Linked DNA regions of Mus musculus: all the other regions are linked to region 2. The links are chromatin contacts, called in public Hi-C, HiChIP or PLAC-seq and promoter capture Hi-C maps. All regions are on one chromosome and are shown on one strand. The core of a region is the stretch at or near the end of the contact, and the rest is flanking DNA. Distances in the headings are between cores, read along the strand shown.

Region 1 (2,700 bases), core at 143-2,642, 1.9 Mb before region 2:
TTTATGTATGTGAGTACACTGTAGCTGTACAGATGGTTGTGAGCCTTCATGTGGTTGCTGAGAATTGAATTTTTAGTATCTCTGCTCCATCCGGTCGGCCCACTCGTTCCGGTCAACTCTGCTCACTCAGTCCCTGCTTGCTCCGACCCAAACGTTTACTTATTATTCTACATAAGTACAGTGTAGCTGACTTCAGATGCACCAGAAGAGGGCTTCAGATCTCATTACAGGTGGTTGTGAGCCACCACGTGGTTGCTGGGAATTGAACTCAGGACCTTGGGAAGAGCAGTCAGTGCGCTTACCCATGGAGCCATCTCGCCGTGGAGGACAAACTATTCCTAAGTGTAGGCCACGTGTCCAGCTGTAGAATGGTCAACAAAGAACCAGCTCACTGGCATCTTTGAAGGTCCCTGGTCACATAATGTTAAGCTAGGACTTTGGGTTTGTATATTTATTTAATTACACATTTTTGTTTACATTACATTGTTTTTGTTTTTTATTTTATGTATACATATATTTTACAATTTTTCTCTCTTTCCCTTTCTTCATCCCTCCCTCCCCGCTTTGCCCTGTAGGTCCCTTTTCATATATATTATGGCTTCCAGTGTTGTCGATAGCCCTGGGGCTAATTATATTTTATGTTAATTCCGTTTTCCTGTGTGTGGTTTTGAACAAGGAATGAGTCAGCGCTCAGGTGATTTCCTGTAAACCTGCTTCCCACCTTAATTTGTAAAATAAAGGAGAGCTGATGATTGGGCAGATAAAAGGGAAGGTGGAATGGAAGGTGGAGAAAGAAGAAGGAGAAAATGGATGAAGGAGAGGACGCGGAGGAGGAGGAGGAAGAAGAAAAGCGGAGCAGAAGCACATGGCCTGGAGAAACTGCAAGCTCTAAGGGGTCTCATAGATGTGGAAGATGGTCGTGTAGCGGTAGATCTGTCCAAACTAGGTGCACATATGTATTCATATTAACTGTGTTGTGTTTTCATTGCTGAGGCATATTTGGATTGGAGATTTACCGCAACATTCCAGCTTTGTATTTTCACGGGACTCTTGCATATGTGAACAAGTGTGTCTCTGCACTTATATGCATTTCTTGAACTCTTTTCCTTGTTTGTTTTGTCCTATTCTGATGTGTTAGGTTTTGTTATATCATATATCATATATTCCCTTAGAAGCCTGTTTGTTTTCTAATGAGCGACAGAAAGGGGGTGAATTCGGAGGGGAAGTGTGGGGAAATTGGAGGAAATAGAGGGAAGGGAAACTGTAATCTGGATATATTATGTGAGGGAAAAAAATCTACTTTCAGTAAAAGGAGGGCGGAAAGGCCACCTGCAGCACCGCCCTCAACTTGTAAGGAACCGGCGTCCCCGGACCGCCCTCTCTGCAGGGCCTGAGTCTGCGTAGGACTTGGAGACAAGAAGGAGGCGGGTCCGCGCAAGCGCACTGGCACTGAAGTGATGGCGGCGGCCGAGCGGGCATGGGGAGCAGCGGTCGGTGTAGTCCGGCTGTGCAGGCGGTAGGTGTTGGCTCCCTGGCTAGCAGATCCCTGTCGCTGCCTTCTCACAGGCAGGAGCTGGCGTCTGAGGGACCCTTGTCCTGGCTCCAGAGCCCGAGGCCAGCCACCTTCCACGGATGTCCCTTGTAAATCCCACGGGAATGTGGCTCCGAAGGGAAGAGCGGTCCCGGGGTTGTGTCGTGTCCTGTCGTTCCCTTTCCAGGGAGATCACGGCTCGGAGAGAAGTGAGTGACTCGAGGAAGTCCACCGCCCAGGCTTGTGCGAGTGCGTCCTGTTCCTCTTCTAGAGCCACTCCCTCAGATATCTGTCAGACCCGAGTGTGACAACTATAGAAAGGGGCCTGACAGAATGCTGATGCCAACTTGAAGTTTCAAATGCATTTCATCAGGCTAGCATAGAATCCCTCATCATCTGTCATCCCAATACTTGAAAGGTGAAGGCAGGAAGACCAGGAGTTCAAGGCCAGGTTAGACTATTTATGAGACACCCTCCACCACCCCACCACCCCCGTTTTAAAACTCCTAAATGTATCTCATAAAAATAGCAGATTAACAGAAGGATTTTGTGGGTTACCCCCTGCCCACCTGTTTTCGATGACTCCCCTTCAGTTACTTTACTCAAGATCGGTTAGACTTCAAAACTTCCTGCCAGAGTATACTTCTGGTTTATCCACGCTTGCTGCTTTTTCCCAGGGTTGAAGGAATATTAGGGTGTTTCCAAATCCTGGAGTATCCACTCCATTCACTTAAAGAATAGTTACTAGTTACCACGTAGTGATAACAGCTACCATTTACTGAACGCTCACTGTGTGGCCTGGTGTGGCCCTTATTGCTAGGTGTTCCTTAGGGAGAGTGATCTACAATGCTCTGCACGCCTTTTGTTTCAAATGAGTGCGTCTAATAAGGATGCAGCACATAGTCCTAGCATAAGAGAGCAAGCAGCCAGAGGGCACAGCACCAAAGCAGGTACACCATCCAGCAGATCAGGCCGGGGGAAACCCCAGGATCCAAGACACTTACTGGGGACTCTGGTTGCCAAGGGTCTTCTCCTGGGTATGACATTTAATTAGCTATTTCTGTCATCGGCATTTTTTTTTTTTTCGATTCTCGAGACAGGGTTTCTCTGTGTAGCCCTGACTGTCCTGGAACTCACTCTGTAGACCAGGCTGGCCTCGAACTCAGTAA
Region 2 (2,700 bases), core at 56-2,555:
CTGACGGGCAGGGCTAGATGCTGAGAGAGACTCAGAAGACTCCTGTAGGAGAAAAAGTCTGCCATCAGACACTGGAGGGACACAGGCTGACAGCCTCCTGGTTACCATGGGGCCTTCCCACAGTCTGTCTCCTGTACACTAGGCATTGTTCTCAGGGACATATTAGTCCCTCAGATCTGTCCATGTCTGTCTTATGAAAAACCTCGGGGGCTATGTAGTTTTTTTTAAAAACCTGTTTATAATCTATTTTCACACCCCACTTAGCCCAAACCCCACAATATGCTGGGTGCTGAAACAAGAGGTGAAGATAAAAGAGGCATCAAGGAACACTATTCTAGAAGTGAATGGTGGAAAGAACAGATCTTTAACCTTTAATGAAAACGCTAACAGTAAGAGTAGGGAAGCCGAGCCAGGCAGTGGTGGTGCACGCCTTTAATCCCAGCACTTGGGAGGCAGAGGCAGGTAGATTTCCGAGTTCGAGGCCAGCCTGGTCTACAAAGTGAGTTCCAGGATAGCCAGGGCTATACAGAGAAACCCTGTCTCGAAAAAACCAAAAAAAAAAAAAAAACCAAAAAACCAAAAAACCAAAAAACCAAAAAAAAAAAAAAAAAAAAAAACAAAACAGAGTAGGAAAGCCGGGCCTGATGTCACAGGCATGAAATCCAAAATACCTAGAGGCTGAAGCCTGATGATCGCCAAGTTCAAGGCTAACCCGCACTACAGAGCGAGTTCAACCCCAGCCTGGGTTACTTAGTGGGACCCTTTCTACTTTCTTTCTTTTTGAGGAAGGGTTTCTCTGTGCAGTTTGGCTGCCCTGGAACTCACTCTGTAAAACTCAAAGACCCGCTTGCCTGTAACCCCCTAGTGCTGGGATTAAAGGCATACGCCTCCCCGGCCCAGCTATGAGACTCTCAAGAGAGAAGGGATGCACGCAGCTACGTGGTAGCCGGCTTTCCCTACATGCGCGGGGCTCTGGGTTCCATTTCCTGCAGCCTCACCACCATAAGTGCGTGTAAACCCGGGGCCTAGAGACACATGAGGAGAGCAGAGACGACCCGTCCCAGACTGGTGCAGGTAGCCCCGCACTCAAGCCTGCCACTAGAGGAAGATACCGGCCAAGCTAGCCGAGATCGCTGAATACCGCCCGCCCGGGATCAGCCCATTCCTCACCGCCATGTCTGCGCTAGCTCCACCGCACCAGCTGCCACCGGTTTTCGCGCGAAAACTAGACCACGTGACCCGCCCATGCCCGGGAAGCGCCGGGAGGACTCAGACGTCACTACGTCCTCGTCAATCTAGAGCGGAAGGAGGGCTAGAATGTTTGGGCACGCCCACACCAGAAAGCCCCGCCCCGCTCCCCGCCCACAGCTTTCAAAAGGCTGAGCCCTCGCCTCCTGCACACCTAGGCTTAACCCTTCAGCGTTTACCACGCTAAGGCAAGGAAGCGGGACTTTGGGTCACTAGTGGCTCTGAGGACCAATCCGGCCTTCTAGAGTGTGACCTAGGTATCTAAGTGTCGGTATGGCCACTTGTTGCAACTGAGACTGTTTCCTGATTTCTTTTTTTTTTTTTTTTTTGGTTTTTCGAGGCTGGGGTTTCTCTGTGTAGCCCTAGCTGTCCTGGAACTCACTCTGTAGACCAGGCTGGCCTCGAACTCAGAAATCTGCCTGCCTCAGCCTCCCAAGTGCTGGGATTAAGGGCGTGGGCCACCACTGCCCAGCTTGTTTTCTGATTTCTTCCTGATTTGGCATCAACCTCTCCCAAAGCACTGAGGTTCAATCCTTCAAGCACCCAGGCTGCTGTGGGCTTTTATCAAAGTGGGAATCAATTGTACTTGGCTGCAGTTGGCAAAGGTATGGGGAGGATGTTCCAGGTGAAAAGGGCCTGGTGCGTGATGCAGTACAGCGAAGGCTGGGAGTATATAGGGATTACCACTCCCTTGGTTCAAAGCTTGTAATGCCCAGGAAAGGTGGGAGAGTTCAGACTGCAGATTAGCAGTCTGTCTAGGAGTTGGAGCTCTGTCCTGACATGAGGTCACCTGAGGGATCTGTTAAATCGAGGTGTAGGATGAATCAGTAGCTACCACCTGACGAGGTGGGCAGAGACAGGCTGAGTGCTTCCAGTGAGAGGCCTGCTACTGTTCCTACAGTCTTAGGCATCTGGTTCTCAGCTACTGGGCAGGATGTGACTTCTGCTGTATGCACAGCATCAATAATCCCACACAGAACCTAGTGTAGGGCAGAGAGGAAATCAGGAAGGACGCTCAGAAAGGGGGATCTGCAGGCTTTATAGTACAAGAGATACCCCAAGGTGCTAAAGGGTATCTTAGGGAGATGGGCTAGTATGACCTCTGAGACAGGAATCCACACCCTCTTGTCTGCTGGATGCCACTGTGGTACCCAGAGCTGCTATCGATGCAGGAAGGTACTGCATCTATATGCCAGAGACTCAAAAATAAATAAATAAAAAATAGAAAGCATATTATGCCACCATAATAGGATATGTTCTTTGAAAAGCTGACTGTGTCCACCATAAGCCCCTAGGCCCCTACAAGTTCCAATGATATGACAAGCACCCAATTCTTAAAAAAAAAAAAAACAAAAAACAACTTATCTTCCTCCTTTATAGAATCTCTCATTACTGGTCTGCCATTCCATGCTTACCCATCCTTACTAGCAGGGTGTCATGGACAAGATAAAC
Region 3 (2,700 bases), core at 172-2,671, 1.8 Mb after region 2:
GGCCTCTAGGGTGGCAGTATTGGAAGGTGGCTGAACCTCTCTACTCTTTGTTTCTTCTTTCTCAGGCCTTGACTAGTAACTGCTTCTGCCTCCTGAGCTTGCCATGATGGGCTGTGCTTCCATGGTGCCAAGCAACCACGGACTGAAATCTCTACAACTATAAGCCAAAACAAGATAGTGGTTACAGTACTGGAGGGCTGGCCTGTGTGCTAATATTAAGTATTTGTACCTTTGGAGGTAAGGGGGGCGGGCACCGAAGATCTGCTGGTCCCTGAATATACTACCTCTGACAAGGATGAGCCAGGGAAGGCACAGAAACACCCTGGAAAGGGCAAGGAGAGCTGGGAACAGAAAAGAGGAAGACTGGCCTTCCACTGAAACATTCTACTTACACCTGTGTGTGTGTGTGTATGTATATATGTATGTACACACATATATGTATAAGTATATATCTCACTATATATCTGCATTACTGTTTTGTTTTGCTTGTTATCCTCTGTGTAGCCCTGGCTGTTCTCAAACTCAGAGATCTGCCTGCCTATGCCTCCCAAGTACTGGGATTAAAGGCATGCACTACTACACCTGACTTGGATATATTCCTGCTGTTTGTTTGTTTGTTTGTTTGTTTGTTTTTAATCTGTTTGCAAATGATAAAATTCTGGGGCTGGAAAGACAACTCAGTGCTCTTGAAGAGGATATGGGGTCAATTCATAGCACCCACATAGGGGCTCACAACCGTCCTAACTCCAGTCCAAGAAGATCCATGAGTGCCAGGCATACACACAGTGCACATATATACATGTAAGCAAACACTGATACACATAAAATCAATGTAAAAATTTACAAGGAAAATAGCAATTTCTGATGTTGGGAGGTACGGTGCCTAGGCCTGCTGTGACACAGGCTTAGGATGACTGCCTGTGACCTCAGTATGGAGGGTGCCCCTTCTGAACCCTATAGTTTCCTCTACCAAGTGAGCAGGAAGCATAAGACAAATGCCCACCTCACATTGCCAGTCAGAACCTTCTCAGCAGAGGAGCTAACTGGGTGTTGAAAGAGCCCCTGAGGAGATGAGAACAGCAGAGCTAAGGGTCAAGGGACCCAAGTGATTTTTGAGATCCCCCCAGCTCCCTCAGGGACACTCCTATCTGTTTTTCCCATGTCCATATCCTGCCTGGAAATACTTATTTCATGTTTCCTGTCTGGGGTTACCCTGGCAACAGCTCTGTCATCTGTCTGGGTTGGAGGTCAGTCCTGTGGCATGGGACAGATGACCAATCTGTAGATACCATGTGGGTCTGAGATGATTGGGGCAGAGCCTCATGTTGGGCAATCAAACCTACTCACCCAGAGAATGACCTAGCCTGGATCCTCTCTTGCTCTGCTCCTTCTATGTACAGAGGAAGTAGGGGAACGGATGAGAGAAAAACCGCAAGAAACAAAATAGTGTAACTCACAACAGTGCAGATGCTAGCAGCACAGGAAGTGTGTGTAGCAGAAGCCATCCCATCCCTCATCTCCCGCCCCCTCCCTCTCACCTTTCCATCATCAGCAAGCATGTCTGTGCCTTCTTCCTGTAGTTAAAACAAGGCACTCTGCAACCAGTCATGGCCTGTACTTTCCAGCCCCAGTCTACCCTTTTAGCTCCTTCTTCTAGCCAGTATTGTCCCGTATGTAGAGCAATTTTCAAAAATCGACTCTATCCTATCCCACTCCTGCTCAGAACTCCTCTATAGCTCCCTGTGCTCTTGAGATAAAGAGGTTCCTCACCCAGCCCCATCTCCAGCAGCTTTTCGACAGTCAGGCTAAACTTAATGGCTTTGAGCACACACTGCTATGCCATGCCACCATGTGTTTGACCTTTGTAGTCTTCTGCTTTATTCCATATGCAAAGAAGTCTTCAGATCAACAATAGAAACTACGATTCAAAAAGTTTTCAAGTCCAGTTCACATAAGTAGCTCAGAGAACAAAAATGCAAATAACCTATAAACATACAACCACACATACAACTTCACCAATAAAGGCAGAGACTGCACAATGGTGACATACTGTTAGCTTCTGGAACATGCACACAACTTCCTAAATGTTTGTTAGCTGTGTCCAAACCCATTAGATCCATTTCCAAAGGTATCATCTCCTCTACACATCATTTTCTGGGCCCCTACTGTGCCCAGTACTTCTAGGACACAGATTTGGGCAGAAGGTCTGCAGATGATAGCTACCAATAACAGGAGCTAGGCAGCCACACTGACTAGCTGAGGGTCTGCACATATGATAAAGGGCTCTGGGGCTAGGAAAGCACCCTATTCATCCTGCACAAACCCTGCAAACCTAGCCTTAGAGAGGGCAGCAGTGAAGTTGGGGCAAGGGTGCAGGGCTTGCGGCTGCAGCAGGAGTCAGGCCAAGGGGCTGCTATGCTGGGGAGAGGAGGCGCTGCTGAGGTAGGGCGAGAAGCAGCACCTGGATGGAGGGCAAGGGGGCAGACATGGCCATGTGCTTGCAGCACGCAGGACTTTCTGTTACTTGGTACCTACACGCTGTCCTCACAGAGCTCCTAGATGGTGTCCCCACATACACCCACAGAGGACAGTAGCAGGTCAGGGGCTTTCCTAACTAGGTTCTTTTTTTTTAAATCACTCTTTGGCCTCTCTGTTAATTTGGAGCACAGTGCATACCATGGTGTGGGACACTTCCCTTCC
Region 4 (2,700 bases), core at 14-2,513, 1.8 Mb after region 2:
CTCTCAGAGAGTGACCGAGAGCGCTTGATGGCCTCCTCCTCAGCCTGCTTGCGCAGGACTGAGGTCGAGTGCTGCAGCCGGGGCCTCCGTGTGCGCTGTTGTGGTCCTGGCCCTGCGTACAGCCCATAGGCGCCCACTGATGTGTGCTCGTAGTGGTCTGGACTCAGGCTGGAACCAGGTACCAGGGGACCCTGATGGTAGGCTGAGGGGCTGTCCAGCGATGTGCCAGTCTCGCTGCTGGGGGCCTCGCCCTCAACACTGCAGAGGAGAGAAAGAAGGGGCACATGCTGAATAGGAACGCAGAACCTGGGGAGCAGGTGAGGAAGAGCGCCCCCAACCCCAGGTAGCCAGGGCTCCACAGAGCCCTTTGTTCTCCATCTTCCTGGAGCTTCTGAACAAATTGCCTGTTCTAACATCTGGTATACTGTACTGTAGGCGCTGGCTTCCCAACCAAAAATATCAGCCCTCCAAAGGCAAGAGGTTTTGATCCACTGTGCTAATGGCCCTCAGCACTTAGAACAGAGCCTGGCCAGTGCTATGTGCTCAGTATGTTTTGAATAAACAAGAACATCACCTCTCCTGCCACTTGAATTAAATGTAGGACTGGTTTTGTACACCCATATTCCCATAACTACATTTAAACATAGGATCTTTTAAAATTATTTTTTCTTTATAAGTGTTTTGTCTGCATGAATGTATTTGTCTGTGCCTGCTTATCTCCCAGAACCCTACCATGTGTGTGCTGGGAACTGAACCCAGGTCCTCTGCAAGAGTGAATGCTCTTCACAGCTGAAACATCTCTCTAGCACCCTGGAGATAGTGTCATAGAAATGAAAGACATTAGGGTGGACTGAACTGGTATCCTAAGAAGGTGAATGCAGGATATAGCATGTACAGGGGAAGACAGTGAGGTCATGAGGAGAAGGTGGCACACTAAGGAGAAAGGCTCAGAAGACAGTCAGGCCACACCTCCATTGCAGACTGGCAGCCTCGAGAGCCTGCAGATAATGAAGGCCTGCGAGTGAAGTCCACCTCTGGCATTTGTCATGGCAAGCTTGGAAGCAAACATGATGTAATAAAAATATTTTAAGTTTTAAAACTCCCTAAAAGAGGAATTGTGACTCCCTGTACAGGTGATGAAACTGAGATTCCCCATAAACACTGTCCCAGGTACCACTGGTAGAAAATGGTGTCCCTTCACCTCACTGCCTATAGTCCCACAGAGCATCTTCATGCCAAGCAGGAGCAAGGCCAACTAATGGGGACAGAGGGACTGGCTGCTGACTCATCCTAGCTCTGGGCCTGGAACATTCTATTCTGCACAGATACTGTTTTTTCTCTGCAGTTGCTTTTCAGTGTGGGATGGGGAGAAAAAGGAGACACTGATTTGAAGAGTTTCTAACACAAGCCCTCATCCTTTGCCAAGCTTCCTGGCCCTGTGAGACCAGACACCCGGGTGCTGGCAGGACTCTAAAAGCCCTGTAGTCCCTGGGGCAGGGTGGAGGGTCTCTAGAATGGGCACAGAGAGAAAAGAGAAGGGCCCCACCCAGGCTTCAGTCCTTCCCAATGTCTGCTTTTCAGACAAATAAGGAATGTCTCTGCACTAAGCAGCCTGGCAGAAAGGCTGCCCCTGCCCAGTTCTGCTAGAATCCTGTTGTTTGTACTCCAGAGGGTCCATCCCAGGGTGGGGCCTGTGGGAAGGAGCCTGAAGCAGGGAGGACCAAAGCACTCTGCACCAGGGACAGCAGCAAATCTCAGCACCTGCTTTCTGGTCCATAGCTAAGAAACTGGGCTTCTGAGCCAGCAACTGCCTCTGCCTTCAGGGACAGGCAGTTGAACCTCCTAACATGCCCCTGTGGATAAAGTATGACAGCCATTCTTTGAGGAAGACCTGGATCAGGAGTTGGGAGACATGCTTTACCTGGCTCTGCCTATAGGTTTTCTTTGAGTAGTATTAGCAGCTTAGTCTAAGAAACACCACCCTTTAGGCTCTCTGGCTTCCACTGAGCCACTGGGATCTATGTGTGTGTAGGGGAGAGTCGGGGTGGGCAGAGAATGTTAATCTGAAAATTCCCTTACAGTTTACTGAAGCCTGGGCTAGCATTTTTCATTAAATGCTCAGAATTTCAACCAACTGTCATGAGGAGAGAGTAAGTCCCATTAGAAATTGGGCCATCAAAGGGTACAGAACAGCAGCTTCCACTGGGAAAGCCCGCCCTGTCTCTCTGACACCAAAGCTGGGCCCCACTTCACTCAGGTAGGTCAGCATACACAGGGATGTGTGCCCCTAAAATCAATGCATGTTCTGGTCAGGGGCTAGACCTGTGTGTTCTGAACTGGAAGAAATAAAGCCTGTGTCTTTTGTACGGGGTTTCGAACCAGTTGAGCACTGAACCAGAAGTAGACAGGCAGTCACCACCATTCCTGGAGAAGAGCCTAAAGCCCTTGGTGGTCATCAGGCTACACCAGAGCCACAGGGGGATAGGTCAGAGAGGCATGGCTAGGCCTGGCTCATGATGCTGTCCTTGACCCTCAAGCCCAGGGTGGAGGAGCAGTGACCAGAGAGATTCAGTCTTTTGTCTGGTTCTTGAACAGCTTGAAGGGTAAGACATTTTGTTCCTGTGGATGGGGAGAGAGCAGGGTCTAGGCTGCCTTGAAAGCCTGGGAGTGCCAGCCTACTCAGTAGGTCTTAGCTTGGGG
Region 5 (2,700 bases), core at 76-2,575, 1.7 Mb after region 2:
TAAGGAAGCAGGAAAGACAACTGTTGCATTTCCTGATCTCAGAGAGCTTACAGTCTGGTAGGAGAGCAGATGCACAGAGGACAGGGGCACTGAGGGCATGGTTAGTTCTCTATTGGCAGTAACTGAGAGTGGAGGGGCACAGAAGAGCCCAAGAGGCTCCTTAGGTTGTGTGGAGGGTACAATATGTTTGGGCTGAGCAACCCAGAGCCAGACTTTGTCTGGCTGGTAAGAGACAGAGGTGCCTGCTATCACAATCCAAGGGTCTGCTTGAGGCAGAGCCAGTGCAAAGGATGTGGTTAGAGCCAGCCTGGTGTACTGAAGAGGGGCGAAGAGCTTGAGTAAGGAGTCTCAGCGGTGGTTTGAGAGGCAGGGTGGTTAATGGAGTAGCTGCAGGGGAGAATCCTTGGGAGGGAGCCTGCAGGACAGAGCTTTGGTCAGGAAGTGATGGGCATGTCACTGGACCCTGTATTGTCTCTGACTTTTCTCAAGTAGGACAATGACTCTGCCCAGGGAGGGGGTCTGTGACAAGGTGGAAGGGCCAGAGGAGAACTTCTGAGAAGAAAACCAGAGGCCGTGAAGAGGTGGGAAGGGCATGGGATTCAGAACCTCAGGCCCACCAGGACACAACCCCAGGTCCACAGCAGATGGGTGACCTTGCATGTCTCAGTCACCAGCATTGTGCTCCTTGCTTATCACGCTTGGGTGAAGGAAATGACCCAAATAGCATAAAGCCTGAAGGCCGGGACTAGGCCAGCTAGGGCTTGCCCTTCCCTTCCCAGCTGCACTTTCCATAGGTCCCACCTTCAGCAGATTAGACCCGCCTCCTGCTTCCTGCCTCCTTGCCTCCTCACTCATGGGTCTATGCCCACCTCCAGTCTCGGGACTGAGGCTCACTGAAGTCCCATCGAGGTCTGGTCTGGTGAATCAGCGGCTGGCTCTGGGCCCTGGGCGACCAGTTAGGTTCCGGGCATGCTAGGCAATGAACTCTACCCGGAATTGGGGGTGCGGGGAGGCGGGGAGGTCTCCAACCCAGCCTTTTGAGGACGTGCCTGTCGCTGCACGGTGCTTTTTATAGACGATGGTGGCCCATTTTGCAGAAGGGAAAGCCGGAGCCCTCTGGGGAGCAAGGTCCCCGCAAATGGACGGATGACCTGAGCTTGGTTCTGCCAGTCCACTTCCCAAATCCCTCACCCCATTCTAGGGACTAGGGAAAGATCTCCTGATTGGTCATATCTGGGGGCCTGGCCGGAGGGCCTCCTATGATTGGAGAGATCTAGGCTGGGCGGGCCCTAGAGCCCGCCTCTTCTCTGCCTGGAGGAGGAGCACTGACCCTAACCCTCTCTGCACAAGACCCGAGCTTGTGCGCCCTTCTGGGAGCTTGCTGCCCCTGTGCTGACTGCTGACAGCTGACTGACGCTCGCAGCTAGCAGGTACTTCTGGGTTGCTAGCCCAGAGCCCTGGGCCGGTGACCCTGTTTTCCCTACTTCCCGTCTTTGACCTTGGGTAAGTTTCTTTTTCTTTTGTTTTTGAGAGAGGCACCCAGATCCTCTCCACTACAGGCAGCCGCTGAACCTTGGATCCTCAGCTCCTGCCCTGGGAACTACAGTTCCTGCCCTTTTTTTCCCACCTTGAGGGAGGTTTTCCCTGAGTAGCTTCGACTATCCTGGAACAAGCTTTGTAGACCAGCCTGGGTCTCCGGAGAGTTGGGATTAAAGGCGTGCACCACCACCCCAGGCTCATGTCCTAGGAGTTTTCTTGAGCACAGCTGAATCTTGGCTTCTGGTCTGTAAAATGTGGAGGTGTGGTGTCTTAACAGTACACCTCTCCTGAGGTTCCTGGAGAATTCTGGTCCTAGGCAGCTGGTGGTGAGTGTTGGCACTGTCCTCTGTCCATATAAGTTCTCTGTGCCCAGGAGACAGCAGGGACATATTTTACAGAGGCATTTGAGACACAGGGAAGGTGAAGTTCACTAAGGCCTTGCAGGCTTGAGAGCTGGGTTGCTCTATTGTTCCCTGTAGCCACACCCAGGATCATGGAAGTGTCTGATCTTGACTCCCTGAGGGACTTATCCACCCCCCACCTGGAGCCAGGGCAAAGAGGCTATCATAGGAGAGGGTCAGCCTTGAGCAGTTATAGGAGGGGGTTCCTTGCAGAATGTCTGGCCATGGGGTGAACTCTGACTACCACTAGGTCTGCTCCCAGCATGGGACTGCAGCAGGCTATAGAGGGAGGGCTCCTGCCACTGTTCTGCTGTCCTGACCCAGGGGCTAGAAGAAGGGACCTGCGGAACAGGAGCCCTCTGAGTCCCTGAAGGCCCAAGGCTTCAGCAGCCCCTGGGGGTGTCCCATGACAAGAAGACAGGGGTGGGAGTCTGCACCCTATAGCCTGGGGCTCAGTAGACCCTCCAGACCCTCATTTGCTATCTGTGTGGCCAAAGGCCAGCTTTATGTGACAGTCCTCACTCCATGTTCCTTCTTGTCCCTGAGCTGTGATAACGGCTGATCTGCAGCCATCCTGACTGAAGCCAGAAGTGGGGTTTTTGTTGTTTTGTTTGCTTGTGTTTTTCTCCCTTACTCTTTCTATAAATAACAGATGTTCAGAGGGAAGGGAGGCAGGTGAGGGAGCACAGAGCTGAAATCTCAGCACTCAAGGGGCTGAGGTGGGAGGATGGAAATGTCCAGGGCAGCCTGGGCTATGCAC
Region 6 (2,700 bases), core at 38-2,537, 1.7 Mb after region 2:
CAAAGTGACATCAAGGACACACAAAAGAAACCTGGAGAAAGAGCCATTCTGGATCTGGGTGGTCAGGACATCAGCAGGGGTCAGGCCTCCTTTGTCATCTGCCTCAGTCTGCCAGGGCTGCTGTAGAGCACCTGAAGCCAGACAGTGTATCCCACAGAAGTTGACATTATCTCTAGGGGTTAGAAGTCTGAGATGCCAGGTGTTGGCAGTGTCGACATCCTAAGCCAGTAATGCCATTTCCCCCCTCCCCCCTGCTCCCCACATGGTCACCTCTCTTTGCATATCTGTGCTTGTGAGATACCCTACCAGTCTTGTAGGATTGGGAATCAGGGATCATCCTCCTATGACTCCCTTAGCTCAGCCCCTCTTTGAGGACCGTGTCTCTAAACACTGTGTCTTTACAGCTGCAGTCCCGTCAATTTGGGGGGACACACTTTAGCTAGTCTCTGTTGACCTTGTCTCAGTTCATCTTCTTCTCACCTGACACGCTCGGTCAATGGCTTAACTCTCATGGCCAGGGCTGTGGATGCAGTCCCAGGATAGAGCACTACCCTAGCTCAGGCAAGGCACCGGGGTCCATCCCCAGCACCGTCAGTCAGTTTCATGGCCAGAACTGGCTCAGCCCTAACCCAAGGTGGCATCAGCAGCAAGGGTCTGGGACCATGGAGTCAAGTCTCCCTTCCTCCCTCCTGAGGCATGCAACTGTGGGGAAGGTGGGCTGGGTGCTGGAAGTAACTCAAGCCTTGAAAGAGAGATGTGTAAATAGAAGGGAGAATTGGAAGTGTGACTGGGTCAGGAGAAGAAAGGGGTTGGGGACCATGGCGGAGTCATTAGGGAGACCAGCAGGGAGCTAGAGCAGGGGGCTAGGACAGAGAACAAGTTCAGAGGCTGGCCACCTCAAGCTGTTCTCCAGGGGCGAGGGCAGCAGAGAGTGATCCAAGAGCCCATTCACACACAGCAGGTCCTGAGGAAGAGAATGCTGTTGCCATGGCCAGCACAGCACTGAGCTGTGACTGGAGGAGGAGAACGGAAACTTGGTCAGGAGTTCCTGGCGCTGAGAGAGAGGAGAGTTGAAGGAAGAGACACAGAGTTTGTTCTGATGTGGGGCTATTAGATGTGTGGCCTTGTGTGTGGCCGGGAGAATGTGCACCAGGCTGTGGGGGAGGCAGAGGGTGGTGGGTGAGGGCTGGGGCAGAGGACATGCTAGGAAAGGACAGGGTGTGCCAGACAGCCCTGGTCAGGAGTAGGAGAGTGTGTGTGATGGTGGTGTGGGTGGTGTGTGCCCGAGGGGTGCGCGGGGCTGATAGGCAGCTACACACAGACCTGAGGCCCCTGCTGCAGAGAATGGGGCGGCAGTAGCTGGATTGATAAGGAAGGGCCCCTGCAGGTGGGCCTCTGCTTCCAACCGAGTTCTTCATCTGAGAGCAGGAAATCGCATGCATTTCTTAAAGGGCTAATGTCTATATTATGAAAGATCCAAGCAAAGGGATAAATGTGGGCAAACGCAAAGAGATCATTTTAGAGAGGGAATCAACATTATGAACAGGGTAAAATGTTCAGACTCGGTGCTAAAAAAGCAATGCACGTTAAGACTACATTTTGTTCCTACCCAGTGGGTAAATATATAAGATAAGACTTTTATAGAGCCTCTGACTAGTCCTTCTCTGTCATGCCTCCAAGGCACTGCTGCCTGGGGGTGACTCCTGCTTTCCCCAGAGGTGACATGTGTTTGTGTCTCTAGCTACTCTTTCCTGGGGAGATTGGGGACCGAGCCCAGGACCCCCTTCAGAAAAGAAGGAATTTGTCTTTAGGCCTAGAACCTAGAATCCCACAACCTTAAGGTCTTAATCCGTAGCCAGGCAGTGGTGGCACACGCCTTTAATCCTAGCACTTGGGAGGCAGAGGCAGGCGGATTTCTGAGTTCAAGGCCAGCCTGGTCTACAGAATGAGTTCCAGGACAGCCAGGGCTACACAGAGAAACCCTATCTCAAAAAACCAAAAGGGAAAAAAAAAAAGAAGATCTTAATCCGTTGAGGCCCTACTTAAATCAGATCTGGGGGTGTTTATCAGGCAGTGGGGGGAGGAAGTGGGGAGGGTCCATCACACGAACACCTCCTCTCTTTCCCATATTTCTCAACACATCCTAGCTACTCTGCCTTTTCCGGTGTTATTGTTTGTGTGTTAGATGCGGGGTCTCCATCAAATGGACTTTCCTGTTCTGGAAAGCCCAGGGTCCAGCAGGGTTCCGGGTGGAGCCTGGGATACCCTTGTCAAAGTGCCCCTACCAGTTAGTTTAGCAGAGTTTCTCCAGGCCTCCCAAATTAGGAGAAATAACTGAATTGGTGACTTGATCCAATGTCTACAAAGCTGTTGCTGCACACTGGCACATTTTCAGGCGGCGCTGGGCCAGACTACTGGCCTCCAGTCTAGCCCTGCCTTTTTCCTGGCCTCTGAGGATAGGAGGCAGGAGGGGGCCCACTGGAGGCCTCAGCTGCTGATTCGGTTAATGATATTTAAAGTGTCCTGTTTACTTAAAACACTTTAAGTTTTTCACTTTAAACGATTTAGGCCAGTTATGGGCAGCACACGCCTTTAATCCCAGCACTCAGGAGGCAGAGGACAGGCAGATCTCTATGAGTTCAAAGCCAGCCTGGTCTACAGAGTGAGTTCCAGGGTACCCTGAGCAATGCATGGAGACCC
Region 7 (2,700 bases), core at 195-2,694, 1.8 Mb after region 2:
ACTTTATTTTCACATTACAACTCACTTGGGAGCTTCAAAAAATACAAATCCACAACTTCACTCTTGTCCCTGCAAAGCCCTTTGTGATGTTACCAGCTGCCTCCCCTAAGGTATTCCATCTGTCACCAGTTCCACAGATGACCAGAATAACTCGGGTCATTAGTGAAGGCCCTAAGTGTATCCTGACAGTGGTAAATAGAAGTGTAGACACTCAGTGCCTCAATGCCATAGCTGAATAACAGGCAACAAGGGACATCAGTAAAAAAAAAAAAAAAAAAAAAAAAAAAGCCTATGCTTTCCAAGCTAGTTCTGCTGTGTGACTTGCAGGCCCAGGCACATCCTATGAAGACAGGTCCCTGTCTGTAAAACAACACAGGATCACAAGCTCTCATTATCCTGATCCGATAACATATTGAATTAGGAACTCAGAGAAAGACTGAGTATGCTTAGAAGCCTGGTCCCTAGAACTCACCCACTATCCTCGGCTTGTCTCTAGGACACATGAAAGATAACATGGGAGGAGCCCAGAGCCCTGGCTAGCCAGGAGAATACAGGACACTGTGGAGAGAGGGAGGCCCCACTCCACCCTACCAGATAAACTGGGCCTTCCTTTGAGTTTGTTCCTAAGTGTCCCTTTAAAAAGAGTGAGAGTGTACCTAACAGCCATGTCTTTTTCAGAACAATCTCAAGTTCATGGTTGACTTACCACTAGCTCAGAGAGAGTGAAAAAAAAAAAAGCCGGCATATTTAATGTTACCACTCCAACTATTTGCCAACAGTAACACTGGTGTATTTTGTAAATGTACAATACAGAGAGCACAGCCCCACACGACTGGTGCCAGGTCACATGCAGCACAGTCCCCCTTCCTTGTCAGACAGTGTTCTTTAACTGAGGACAGACAGTACGTGGAGCATAAGCAAGGAACTCGGGGCACTGTGAAGCGGGCAGCTCCTCGCCAGCTGGCCCCAGTCAGATACACTATGGTGATCAGTTCTCTTTCTGCGTAGATGACAAGAGAAAGATGAGCCATGCTGACAGAGGATGGGGCGGGCGGGTCCAGCCACCGTGAGACAGAAGGCTGACCTCCATGTTGCAGGATTTGCTCTCTGCACAGATACAAAGTGCTCAGTTTGCAGATCTGCTGGTACGTGACCTCGACGATGGTGACACGAAGGGGAGGGAAATGGGTGACCCAAGCAGGCCAGCAGAGTGGTGATGGGCCAGAAGGCTCCTGATCTCTCTTGTGGTTGGGCAGGCCCCGGTGGCTCACAAGGTCCTAGACGCAGCCCACGGTCAGGCGGCAACTCCTTCCAATCTGAAAGGGCCTCCGCGCAGGCAGAGGCCACAGGCAGTCCTCGGGTCCTAGGCTTAGGAGCACAGCACTGGAGGCTGTGGTGGCTGGAAGGGCTGAAACTGTAAAGTACAGCCCGTGGGTGACTCAGGCACAGGAACATGGGCAGCACGTGGCCCCAGGGGAGTGCATGGTGTCACACATGGAAGCGACAAGAACACAGCTGGGGCATGTGAGGCCTGGCAGCTCACTGGACCATGAGAGGCAGTGGGGGCTTCACCTGGCCAGGGCCAAGCACTCATTGGCCAGGTGCAATGATGACACAGGGGTCACGAGCACATGGCTGCATGGAATTACAGTGATTGCTGTTGCCACTCAGAACACAACACGGGACACACACACCGCCCTGGGCCGCCCAGCGCTCACGCCACCCGCCTGCTGGGGCTGGGAACTGGATGAGGAAGTTATGGAAGATGAGTGGTCGTTGTGTTGGGGTGGAACCCCTCTGCCACGTGGGCCCTGGGAGGACTGTGGGGGAGGGGGAGCGTGGCTCACCATGTACAGAGGGAAGGAATGTAGAGCGTGGGAGATCAAAGTTATGGCAGCCAGTATAAAGTGTCTAGGGATCTGTGGGGCTGAGGTCCTGAGACAGCCAGCTCTAGACTGGTTGCCCCAAGTACTAGGGTAGAGTTGACTGCACTTTGCCTAGTTGCTTACTGGAGATAACAGCAGTTATAATACTGGTTACTTAGAATAGTACTCTGTTAATAAAATAGGGGGCTATACAGAGCAGAGTGGGGTATTAGACAGTCAGGTGCTGTGTTACTTGGCACAGTGAGTCATGAGCGTGTAAGGTTTCAGCCAGGCTAGAGAGTCTCTTTGTATGAAAATATGGAAGGATCTGGGTTTGTTCTAGCAGGGTTTTTTGGTCTACTCACACATGTATCTAGATTGACTTCCTGCCACCTAAGTGGCAGTCCTTAGGAGGTCCCTAGTGCTAGCTTTGTGGATGAAATGCTTATCTTTCACACACAAACACTACCTATACAGTATGTATATATATATATTTATATATTTATATATTTATATTATATAAAGTTTACTTACGTATTTCATCACCCTTATCAGGTCTACTTATTATTATATTATTATTTTGCCCACTGCCAATAACAAAACAATAACACAGCCAGTCTGGGGGTTGGTTCTGCTTTGTCTGACTTTTCTATCTTATGTTTTCTTTGCTAGGATGAGTTTTCAGATGTGTGTAGAGTGAGGGGCTGAGGGCTGACAGGGTGAGAGGCAGTTCCACTTCTCCTTGGTCAGCGCCATGTCAAGGCCAGTGGTGGCTGAGGTCCAGCCTTGGGCCAAGGGAGGACTGGGTGCCAGGGCTAAGCCAGAGAGGGAGCTC

What was found. Promoter capture Hi-C pulls out the DNA fragments that hold promoters and counts their contacts. Hi-C and Micro-C count contacts between places; a contact is called where the count stands out from the background. HiChIP or PLAC-seq counts read pairs in DNA pulled down with a chosen protein or histone mark.
Region 1: a contact with region 2 is called in a promoter capture Hi-C map of neutrophils, with 3 times the contacts expected there. The contact joins the promoter of Nfu1 here to the promoter of Mcm2 in region 2. A contact is called at or near these places in 2 of 39 promoter capture datasets (liver and neutrophils).
Region 3: a promoter capture Hi-C map of pre-B cells shows a contact between it and region 2, with 3 times the contacts expected there. The contact joins the enhancer-like site here to the promoter of Mcm2 in region 2. A contact is called at or near these places in 10 of 39 promoter capture datasets (the 3T3-L1 cell line, cranial neural crest, embryonic stem cells and 5 more), 1 of 484 Hi-C or Micro-C datasets (CD4 T cells), 3 of 115 datasets of contacts at active chromatin or transcription factors (embryonic hindbrain, forebrain and large pre-B cells) and 3 of 9 other capture datasets (adipose tissue, embryonic stem cells and liver).
Region 4: a promoter capture Hi-C map of hippocampal neurons shows a contact between it and region 2, with 4 times the contacts expected there. The contact joins the enhancer-like site here to the promoter of Mcm2 in region 2. A contact is called at or near these places in 5 of 39 promoter capture datasets (the 3T3-L1 cell line, hippocampal neurons, liver and 2 more) and 2 of 115 datasets of contacts at active chromatin or transcription factors (embryonic forebrain and embryonic stem cells).
Region 5: a contact with region 2 is called in an H3K27ac HiChIP or PLAC-seq map of embryonic stem cells, with 4 times the contacts expected there. The contact joins the promoter of Aldh1l1 here to the promoter of Mcm2 in region 2. A contact is called at or near these places in 5 of 39 promoter capture datasets (the 3T3-L1 cell line, cranial neural crest, hippocampal neurons and 1 more) and 4 of 115 datasets of contacts at active chromatin or transcription factors (astrocytes, embryonic forebrain, embryonic stem cells and 1 more).
Region 6: a contact with region 2 is called in a Hi-C map of the G1E-ER4 cell line, with 14 times the contacts expected there. The contact joins the enhancer-like site here to the promoter of Mcm2 in region 2. A contact is called at or near these places in 5 of 39 promoter capture datasets (cranial neural crest, embryonic stem cells, frontonasal cranial neural crest and 2 more), 1 of 484 Hi-C or Micro-C datasets (the G1E-ER4 cell line), 6 of 115 datasets of contacts at active chromatin or transcription factors (embryonic forebrain, embryonic limb bud, fetal liver and 3 more) and 1 of 9 other capture datasets (liver).
Region 7: a contact with region 2 is called in a promoter capture Hi-C map of embryonic stem cells, with 3 times the contacts expected there. The contact joins the enhancer-like site here to the promoter of Mcm2 in region 2. A contact is called at or near these places in 5 of 39 promoter capture datasets (the 3T3-L1 cell line, cranial neural crest, embryonic stem cells and 2 more) and 2 of 115 datasets of contacts at active chromatin or transcription factors (embryonic forebrain and pancreatic cancer cells).

Annotation. Positions count from the first base shown.
Region 1 is chr6:87,008,444-87,011,143 of GRCm38.p6, forward strand. Nfu1 (NFU1 iron-sulfur cluster scaffold) reads left to right here and starts at 1,393. Exons shown (of 8, transcript NM_020045.3): 1 at 1,393-1,516. The coding sequence starts at 1,458.
Region 2 is chr6:88,897,475-88,900,174 of GRCm38.p6, forward strand. Mcm2 (minichromosome maintenance complex component 2) reads right to left here and starts at 1,306. Exons shown (of 16, transcript NM_008564.2): 1 at 1,171-1,306; 2 at 1-42. The coding sequence starts at 1,176.
Region 3 is chr6:90,739,495-90,742,194 of GRCm38.p6, forward strand. All of the region lies in intron 1 of Iqsec1 (IQ motif and Sec7 domain 1), which reads right to left. Among named protein-coding and RNA genes, the nearest start is that of Iqsec1, 69 kb to the right of the region's middle. Within about 2 kb of position 1,422, at least 108 of the 459 cell types and tissues checked have an H3K27ac peak or open chromatin away from gene starts, as enhancers often do. A contact at or near this core is called in pre-B cells, where this site is marked.
Region 4 is chr6:90,694,593-90,697,292 of GRCm38.p6, forward strand. Iqsec1 (IQ motif and Sec7 domain 1) reads right to left here. Exons shown (of 14, transcript NM_001134384.1): 2 at 1-258. Among named protein-coding and RNA genes, the nearest start is that of Slc41a3, 91 kb to the left of the region's middle. Within about 2 kb of position 1,264, at least 40 of the 459 cell types and tissues checked have an H3K27ac peak or open chromatin away from gene starts, as enhancers often do.
Region 5 is chr6:90,549,468-90,552,167 of GRCm38.p6, forward strand. It overlaps Aldh1l1 (aldehyde dehydrogenase 1 family, member L1), which reads left to right and starts at 1,326. Exons shown (of 23, transcript NM_027406.2): 1 at 1,326-1,503.
Region 6 is chr6:90,621,969-90,624,668 of GRCm38.p6, forward strand. The region is part of intron 2 of Slc41a3 (solute carrier family 41, member 3); the gene reads left to right. Among named protein-coding and RNA genes, the nearest start is that of Slc41a3, 18 kb to the left of the region's middle. Within about 2 kb of position 1,288, at least 53 of the 459 cell types and tissues checked have an H3K27ac peak or open chromatin away from gene starts, as enhancers often do. A contact at or near this core is called in the G1E-ER4 cell line and fetal liver, where this site is marked.
Region 7 is chr6:90,659,612-90,662,311 of GRCm38.p6, forward strand. It overlaps Iqsec1 (IQ motif and Sec7 domain 1), which reads right to left. Exons shown (of 14, transcript NM_001134384.1): 14 at 1-2,700. Among named protein-coding and RNA genes, the nearest start is that of Slc41a3, 56 kb to the left of the region's middle. Within about 2 kb of position 1,445, at least 28 of the 459 cell types and tissues checked have an H3K27ac peak or open chromatin away from gene starts, as enhancers often do. A contact at or near this core is called in embryonic stem cells, where this site is marked.